Regions from separate parts of the Drosophila melanogaster genome. Here region 1 is linked to region 2. Evidence: chromatin contacts called from public Hi-C data. All regions are on one chromosome and are shown on one strand. Each heading gives the region's core, a stretch centred on a gene start, on an enhancer-like site or on the middle of the called end of the contact. The rest is flanking DNA. Distances are from core to core; before and after follow the strand shown.

Evidence for each region. A called contact is a pair of places that touch in the nucleus more often than the background predicts.
Region 1: a Hi-C map of the Kc167 cell line shows a contact between it and region 2, with 2.1 times the contacts expected there. The contact joins the promoter of mys here to the enhancer-like site in region 2. A contact is called at or near these places in 2 of 107 Hi-C or Micro-C datasets (the D17-c3 cell line and the Kc167 cell line).

Annotation. Positions count from the first base shown.
Region 1 is chrX:8,059,595-8,064,228 of dm6, forward strand. mys (myospheroid) reads left to right here and starts at 2,051. Exons shown (of 7, transcript NM_080054.3): 1 at 2,051-2,131; 2 at 4,246-4,634. The coding sequence starts at 4,364. It also overlaps a transcript of fs(1)h not described here.
Region 2 is chrX:8,026,703-8,031,064 of dm6, forward strand. It overlaps Tbh (Tyramine beta hydroxylase), which reads left to right. Exons shown (of 8, transcript NM_176711.3): 8 at 1-692. Among named protein-coding and RNA genes, the nearest start is that of CG15333, 7.5 kb to the left of the region's middle. Within about 2 kb of position 1,494, at least 5 of the 39 cell types and tissues checked have an H3K27ac peak or open chromatin away from gene starts, as enhancers often do. A contact at or near this core is called in the Kc167 cell line, where this site is marked.

The DNA.
Region 1 (4,634 bases), core at 801-3,300, 33 kb after region 2:
ATGCATCGTTTTCCCAGGCCACGGGGAAAAAAGGGTTGTTGCGGCAGTTGAATAAATCCGGGGAAAAGCAGCTGTCGTGTCGAAATTTCCCTCCATTTTGCCGGGTTGCTGACCCCTAAGCAAATACTCGAAAACTAGCAGAAAATGCAAAGTGTCCTTGGGGCAAACCGAAGAGGCGCGCTCTTGTGTCGTTTTCCACTGTGCGAAGGTGGGCGGCTAGTGGTGGAGGAGGCGGGGGTAAACGCCACGTGCGCTGCACTTTTTAAACTTACTTTTCCTTTGGATTTTATCGTTCTTCTTTTCTTTTTGTTGTTTCGTTAAATCCACTCGTTCTGTTACTGTTTATTCGCTATTATGGGCGAATATATGTATATATCCGAATGACTTTTGATTTTGGCTTTGTTTATGGCCGCGCTGCCGCTGGATGTTGATTTTGTCTTAGCCAAGTTTAGCTTGTCGGTTTTGTTTGTTGTTGTTGCTGAATTGCGTTGTTGCTATTGTTGCTGAATTTTGAATTGAACATATACAACATACAGATTGTACACGATTGTTAAAAAGTTGCAACTGTAAAAATAAAAACAAAAAATATTGGTCACATCGGGCACTATTTTTTTTCTCGAGATTTTTGGATTTGCGCGCGCCAGAGAATGAGTGTGGCGTAAAGAGAGGGAGAAAGAGTAAAATCCCCAGCGACAAATGTAACGTAACCCACAACGTAAGCGTCTTCTGTACGTCACCACGCTACGTAGGCCACGTAACGGTATGCTAACGTTACCGACGGCGCCGCAAAACCGCAAAATCAAAAAATACAATAACAAAATCGACAAAATTATAGATTTTCAATGTGCACGTCGGTTTCTTTTTGCTAGCGAAAATCAACTAGCGCTAGTATATTTTGCTTTTGTTTTTTCTCATTTCGAGTGAAACTTTTCGCGCGCTTCTGCGTGTGTATTCCTCTTTTTTCGTTTTTTCTTCTTTTATTTGTTAATATTATTCACTTGGTGACTACACACGTTCATGCTCATGCCCCCTCACTCGACACACACACGCACACACACTGACGAACGTTTCTGCTTCTTGCTCCTCTTTCGTTCGCTTTTGTTCCACCACCGAAAAAAATGAAAAAAAAAATTTGTCATGTCCATTGAAGTCTCACATTTTTCAAATGCATTTTTTGGCGCTAAAATCTTATAAATTTCAACATTTTTCCATTCGCATCTGATCCCCCGCAATTAGCACTCCACTTCGAACACAAATTTATATAATTTTTGCCATTTTTTACCACAATTTTTAGTAATTTCTACACACCGATATATACGTACGCGCTACGATTTTTCGACAAACGCGCGAGTTTCTTCTGAGTCGCCATCAAATATACAAAATTTTTTTTCGAAATTACTGAAAATGCGAATACACACGCACACATGGACAGCCGACGGGCACGAGGCGCACGCGCTTGGTACATGCGGCTATGCCGCTCTAACGCACTGCTTTTATTGATAAATCGAGAGCGGGACAGCTAGAGCTACCGGCCGAGAGAGAGCATGTGAGAAGAGCGTTCTGTGCGAGTGTGTGTGATAGAGAGAGCCAGAGAGCAAAGTAGTCACACATACTCTCGCAAACTCATAGTGGCTTTCGTTCTCTCCTTTTCTCAACCATTTGCACGTACTTTTAGCTTTTTCATATGGCTATTTGGGAAATTCACCAGCAGTTTACACTTATGCTGTTGTTAGTTTTAATCCATTTATACTGGTAGAACGTAGATTCGTCGGCTACTTTACATTAATTTCGTAACGTAAGCGCAACAAAAACAAGGCTGTCATCGATATAAGCAGGCGTTTTTGTCTGAAACTATCGTGCAATAAGTGACTCCGATAACCAGAGTTCCTTTACGTGTTTCTCGATTACTTATCGGATTGTGTTTGCGAGCACAAATGTCTCTTTTAGCGGAGACACAGTCCTCCAAAACTGTGCAACACTGTTCCTAGGCTCGGTGTGACCAGAGCTATTTAACAACACTGGCGAACATCGGATGGCAAATATCGAAAGAACATTGACTGTTGTTCCACCCCCTGCTGACACCATCTGGTAACACTGAACAACAGACCAGATCCGCGGACAAAGCAAAGCAGTAAATATTAATTTAATCCAAATCCAATTCCCGACACCAATTGGCGGCCTTCAGCTGCTGCTTCTGCAGTCGAATTGTATTTTTTTTTTTGGTTTTTCGTGTCACCCGATAAGAGTTAAATTCGCTGATCTAGCGAATAACGGTGGCAAGTAATTGTAATAACTGCGTGTGTGCACAGTGCTAGTGTTTAGTGTGCGAGTGTGTGCGTGTGAGTGGGAACTCCACAAGTGTGCGAGAAGGCAAATCAAAATAAGAAAAGTGCCGCCCTGATGGAAATTAATATCGCGAATTATCAGCGAAAACGCAGCGAAAGTTAAGCCAAAGTGCTGCGATTAATCAGATAGCGGGTGAAATAGTGGGTATTACGTAAGAAATCAATGGATTCCGGGCTGCATTTGCCCAAAAAAAGAGGAAGCAATATCGAAGCGCTACTTTTATCTCCTCTTTTTTCGATGATTTCATTCGCAGTGACGACACACAGGCACGCACACACCGAACGCCGTATCTGTGTGTGGGTTGTTTGTTGAGCTAAAAAAAATAATGAATCCTCACGATACATTCACTCGTTTCATTTTTTTTGTTATTATTATTCATCATATTTATTTATTTCTTTGAGTGTGCATATCGGCGACTTCGCGACGCCAATTGCTGATTACGCCCCCTCCCTTTTCAGTGCAACTTCCCCACCCCGGAGATCTTGCACTCGAACTAAAAATCGAGTAGAGTACGTAGGCAGAAGCGAAAAGAGCGTACAAAAATCAAGAGCTCAGTGGCAGCAGCAGGAATTTGTGTTTGTCAGGGGATTGCCCAGATTTTCGGGGTAATTGTCCACTTTATAAACAGCCAACCGAATTTGAAACCAACTGTAACTGGAAGTAAAAACCAATTTTACCAAAGCTATCAAAAAAAAAACAATAAAAAAAATGAAATCCTCTGCGCGCCGCTGGTTTAACCAGTACGCCCACATGTGGGCGGCCCAGATGTGCCTCGTTTTTGGCCCAATGGCTGTGGGCGTCCATCCGTGGTTGAAACTATGCGCTGCAGATGCTGTTTACTCAGGCGGTTTATAGTATTACGAATTTGCTAGCTAAAAAACTGATTAAAACTACTACTAAGTGCACAACTCATAACTTTGATATGCTGTGACTGGGTGTATAAATGATAATCGAATGAAATTATTCAATCCAAGGGTATATAAACATGGGCTTAGTCGTTTTTAGTTTGTTTTCCTTTCGGCACACGATCTGCTGCAAATCAAGCTCTGTGGTGTGTTAGTGTTCGTTGTGTTGTGTGTGCGTGGGCGTTTAAAAATAGCCGACCAACACAACACCCATACGTATACGTAATCTGCAGCCCTTTTTTTTCCGTTCCGTGCATATGGAATTTTGATTTGAGTCTTGAGTGGCTTGGAGTGAGTGATTCATGTGGCTTTAGGCGGAAAGGAAACCCAGCGAAGCTGACTCAATGACCACTCATTGTTCGTTCGGCCTTTGTTTACATTTTGCCAGGAGCCAAGAGAGCGAGAGAGCGTGCTAACGGAACGTGCTCGAATGAGTAATTCGCATTGCATTTGACGTTTATCGAAAGCTCTCTTCCTTCCGCTTTTTTCCTTTTCTTTTCGGAGGCCAACAAAAAAAAACAACAAAAGCACGCAGGCACGCACACCCACACACAAGTTCGTACATCAATCGCTTGGTGTGTGTGTGTGTTTGTGAGATGAGTCATCTGGCCAAGTTGATGAGAAAATAAAATTAAACATTAAGGTAGAGCGAAAGAAACAACAAAAAAAGGGGACAGATGTGCGGCCATTTGCTGTTGTTTGTTGTTGCAATAAAGAAAAAAGCAGGGCACGCGGAGAAAGCAGTGCTCGACAAGCAGTGCAGTCAGCAGCTGGACTTTTACGTACACCGGCGTTCGTAAAAATTGCAGCGAAATCGAAGAAATCAAATTGTGTCTTAAAAATAAATGAAAGATTAAGGCATATAAAAAAAAATAATATAAAATATGTAGCATTAGAAATATAAGTGAACCAGGAATGGCTTTTATAATAATTTCTGCCCCTTACTTAACATCTAGTGCTAAATCCAACAATTTTAATTCACTTACCATTGCAGCCGGCGCACAGAAGCGACAGAGACAGAGCACACACAGCACCTGGCACATCCAAGGATATCCGATCCTCCTGCATCCCGAATCATCCACAACCTGCACCAACCGCTAACCGCCAAAGCCATGATCCTCGAGAGAAACCGGAGGTGCCAGCTGGCCCTCCTCATGATCGCAATACTGGCCGCCATCGCTGGACAAACGGATGCCCAGAAGGCGGCCAAACTGACGGCAGTGAGCACATGTGCATCGAAGGAAAAGTGTCACACCTGCATCCAGACAGAGGGTTGCGCCTGGTGCATGCAGCCGGACTTTAAGGGCCAGTCGCGGTGCTACCAAAACACCAGCTCACTGTGTCCGGAGGAGTTCGCCTACAGTCCGATAACAGTTGAGCAGA
Region 2 (4,362 bases), core at 244-2,743:
AATTAAATGGCCAACTGACTGAATGAAACGGAACGTACTTAAACGGACAAACTGGCCGGAAACAAGATGGCCAAGAAATGGATGGCGGACTCACTCTGTTTATACAATATAAATGAGCAAACTTTTGATGCAACCCGACGTTGCCAAGTCTAATTACCAAGAAACTCGGCGAGAAAGACGGACAAAAATCGAAAGAGAAAAAAATATATATTAAATTGGTATGAGATCTTATTGGAAATGTGAAAAGTTGGCGCAGAGGGGATCATGGGACATGGTAGATGGGCTACCAACAGCCAGGAGCTTACCACATGCACCCATGTGTTTCTTTCACAAAAAGGGGAATCCTCTAGTCGCCCCATTCGATTCCCTATTAATCCAACCCTATCAGTACCTTCACGCTTTTCTTACTTTTCACTACCGTTGAACCTATCGACATAAATGCACCAACACATACACATCCACACAACCACACCGACATACATTTGAGTAAACATGTAATGGATACGTTTAAGTGTAGCCAACATACATATGTAAGATGTGATAATTGTTCTATGGCTATAAATGAAATATATATACACATGAATATATAAACTATGTAGATGAAATATTTATAAAAAACAAAAACCAAGCGAAAGCGAAACCAAAAAAAAAGTAAAATGTATAATTATCTAATAAAAACTGACCACCATACCAGAAACATGCATTTTTCATTGAATATTTTGTGTGACTGCTATGGAATGCATTCCACAAGTACTTGATACAATGCCAAATATTTATCAATTAATTACATTGACGTATCAAGCAATTCGCATGAATTGCATGGTCAAGTCGAGTCTCCTTTCGTTTTATCTACGGAATAGAATACCGGAAATCGCAGAGTGTTTGATATTATTCGAGGGCTTAATTCCCGCCAATAATGGACTCTCGTTACTCATTGTCCTTGTTGGAAATTTTTGATCCTTCAGCGAGCGGCCATTTTAATTGATTTTTCAGTTTTGTGCACAATTTTTGTGTGACCAGCATGATAAAGGGGCAAGGACGTGGCGATGGGGGCAGTCATGAGAGTATTAAAAACGCTGCAATATCCAATTAAAAGTTTTTAACGAAACAACAAATATTTTAATATTCATTGGCGACGGGCGTACACGCACACCCAAAAAAAAAAAAATAATAAAAAAGAAATGTGGGCGTGGCGGGGGGCTTGGGAATGAGACAAACTACATTACGGAAACCAAAGTGCTGCACAGAGAAGAAATCATGTAAATTGCCATCAATTAAAATGTTCTGTCATAGTTTTCGATTTGCCACATTTCTACAGCCTTTTATTTTAGTCAAATTTATTTGCCTGATTTATATTGGCAGTCGAAAGACAACAGCTTCCATTCCATTAGCATTAATTCATCAGACTTGGAAGCCTTCAAGCAGATGACAGACTTCATGTACATATACACATATACGCTCCATGCATTTCCACTCCTTGCCAGCGGAAAATCTAGCGAAAATAAGATGTAAGCGAGGGCAAGGAAAAGTCAAACAGAATGAGCGATAAGAATGAACATCCGAAGGAGGGGCGGCGAAATGGAACAAACGCCTATATGTACACGCACTTGTATGCTCAATGTATTGAATGAACTATTAAATAAATTAATAATTTAAGATTCAAGGCGAAATCACTCGCACAATCCACAATTTTAGGCACACCTACATATATTTATGCACATATATATATATATATATTCTTTTTTAAGTTATTCAACTTTTATGCCATGGTTCTTCTGGTAGTTCAGCGACTTTTTGAGGCCAGTGGTGGAGAAAGGGAGAAAAGTCAAGTGGTCCGCGGCATACGCGGCGTATGCGTAACGCAACCGAACGTAATGGCATACGTGAAGGCATCGCGTTCCGCATCTTGTGCGTGTGTGCGTGCGTCTGTGTGCGTAATCGCTTTTTTCGGTCTGTTGTCATTGCATTTTCACGCTCGCACACACACATACACGCACAAACACACACAACGCACACACAAACATACAAAATACACAGGAGCAGAACATTTAATCAAGCCAACCTTCATCGTGACCGCCTGTTTCCGCTTAGCAACAGTACAGTGAAGCACGGATACAAGTGAAAATAATACAAATTATACATTAAAAAAGAAACGTAATCATAATGGCCAAGTGCAAGTAACTAATTCAATGAATAATCAACTACTAGTTAACTCAATTCAGCTTGAGTTCGCTTTTTTGGTTTCAGAGATTGCACTGTATAGGCCGAGCCGAGGTAACGCTTGAGGTAGTCCTTGCCACTGGGACTGTGGCATAGATCCGGGTTTTTTTTTTTTTGGGGCCCGTGCAGCATCCTTACTGCCAACGGCATTTCCATACCCATACCCATTCGCAGTTTGAGCCGCAGACACATTCTGCTAAAACATTTATCTGCGGCCCAATCGGTGGCGTGTGTGAACGAGCTTTTCTGGAATGGCGAACGCGGCCGAGGGACCAAATTTAATGTCACAAACTTTTGATGTGTTCTAATTTATATACAAACAGACAGACAGCCAGACAGACAGACAGGCAGACAGGCAGAGCAGAGCGCAACTTGGGGGAAGTTCGTTGATACCCTTTAAGCGAATATTATTACAAAGAATTACAAAGAAGATTCCAAACTGTCGGTTGCAATCATATTACCGTTTAATATATGCTATGCTCATAAATTGCAAATTGTCATAAATAGGTATGAGAACATCTGATTAGAAAAACGCTGCATAAATATGCTTGTTTAATTCGAAGGTAGTTGAAAATCGAGCAAAACCCGTTGGGCTTCCCAATTAGCCACCTTCGTGCTGCGGGAATCGTTAAAGTAAATTTGTTTTCACGCTCGATGGCGAATTGTGCGACTTGCTTGATCCTTGGCACACCGCTTGAGCCTCATTCCCGTTTTTTATCCAGATTTTGGCACTTTCATCTCTCGAAACACCGCCCCACAAAACTCACATAACGCACATACACTGCCCTCCAAAAATGTAAAAAGCACGCGGTGTTCTTGTTAATATTTCATATGTCATCGCAAGGAGCCGCAGAAACACCACTTTGCTCTCTTTTATTTATACATTTTCTTTATTTTTTTTTTTTTGTCAGCCGTCATCCTCAGGAAATTTTGGAATTTTCTTGCAAGCGGCCGCAACTCTTAAATCGCTTGCGTTAAAAAAAATTTGATTATGTGACATTTTCCGTTCAGCTTTTGTGGGAACATAAAACGCATATAAAAAGAAAAAAAAATGGAGGGCAAATTAAATTTGTACACAGATTCACTTCGTTTCGTTTATTTATTTATTTTTTTTTATTTTTTTTTTCATTTTCGTGGTGGCTGATTGTTGCTGTTGTTGTCATTGCAGGACGAAAAGGCGAAGGACCTCCGCACAGATCCTGTGGTAATTTCATTCCCTTTTATGAAGGCTTTTCCGCATTTTCGGCATCAAGGAGCGAATAAAGTCAGTTATGGCGAACTGATCAACTTTCAGACACCCTATTTATTTTAGCCACTCAAAAAAATTGGTTTCCAAAGTACTTAATAATTTGTTTAAATATTAAATATGTATATGCACTGAAAATACTTCTTTGGTAGTTATTACATTTGCATTGGGCAACTGAAAATACTTAAAATATTATATACATTGAAATTTAAAAGTTATAGTTACATAAATGTTAAAATTATTTACCTTAACGTTGCTAAATGTGTTCTTTGTGATTATTTCTATTATTTTTACTGGTCTATGTATTTTGTGTGTTGAGGCATTTGGCGGTTAAATTCGTCCAAAATCAAATGAAATCGAATAAAATCGGCTTAAATGCGGGGGCGGCAAGGGGCGTGGCAGCGGGATGATTCTTTGGGGAACAATTGCGCATCGCGACCTCTTTTGTTTCACTTTTTTTTTTTTTTTTTTTTTTGATTGCCGCTTTGTTTTATGCATAATTTATGCAAAATAACCAAGCACAAATTTGGGCATTAATCAGTATGCTTTATTGACTCACCCGTGGCCACTGGTCGCAGGACATTTGCCAGGATAAGCCCTCAAATTCGCAGCCATTGGTGGAATGTCAAGTCGAGATAAAACGCCACTCATGTCCGCTGACATTTCTGGTGCTCTGGTGCTCTGGTATTCCAGTGTGTTCTCCGCTCTGCACCGACCCAACATTCCTATTACTTAATCAAGAAATTCCTTTTTGCCTTTGACTTTGCTTTTTAGCCCAATCCGCTCAGCGTTAATGGCCTTTGTGGCCTTTGCCATTCGCGGGCACAAGGGCATCTTCAATTGCATTGCTCGAAATGTTCTATATGTATGTCGCATTATTAAAGACTCGTTGGTAA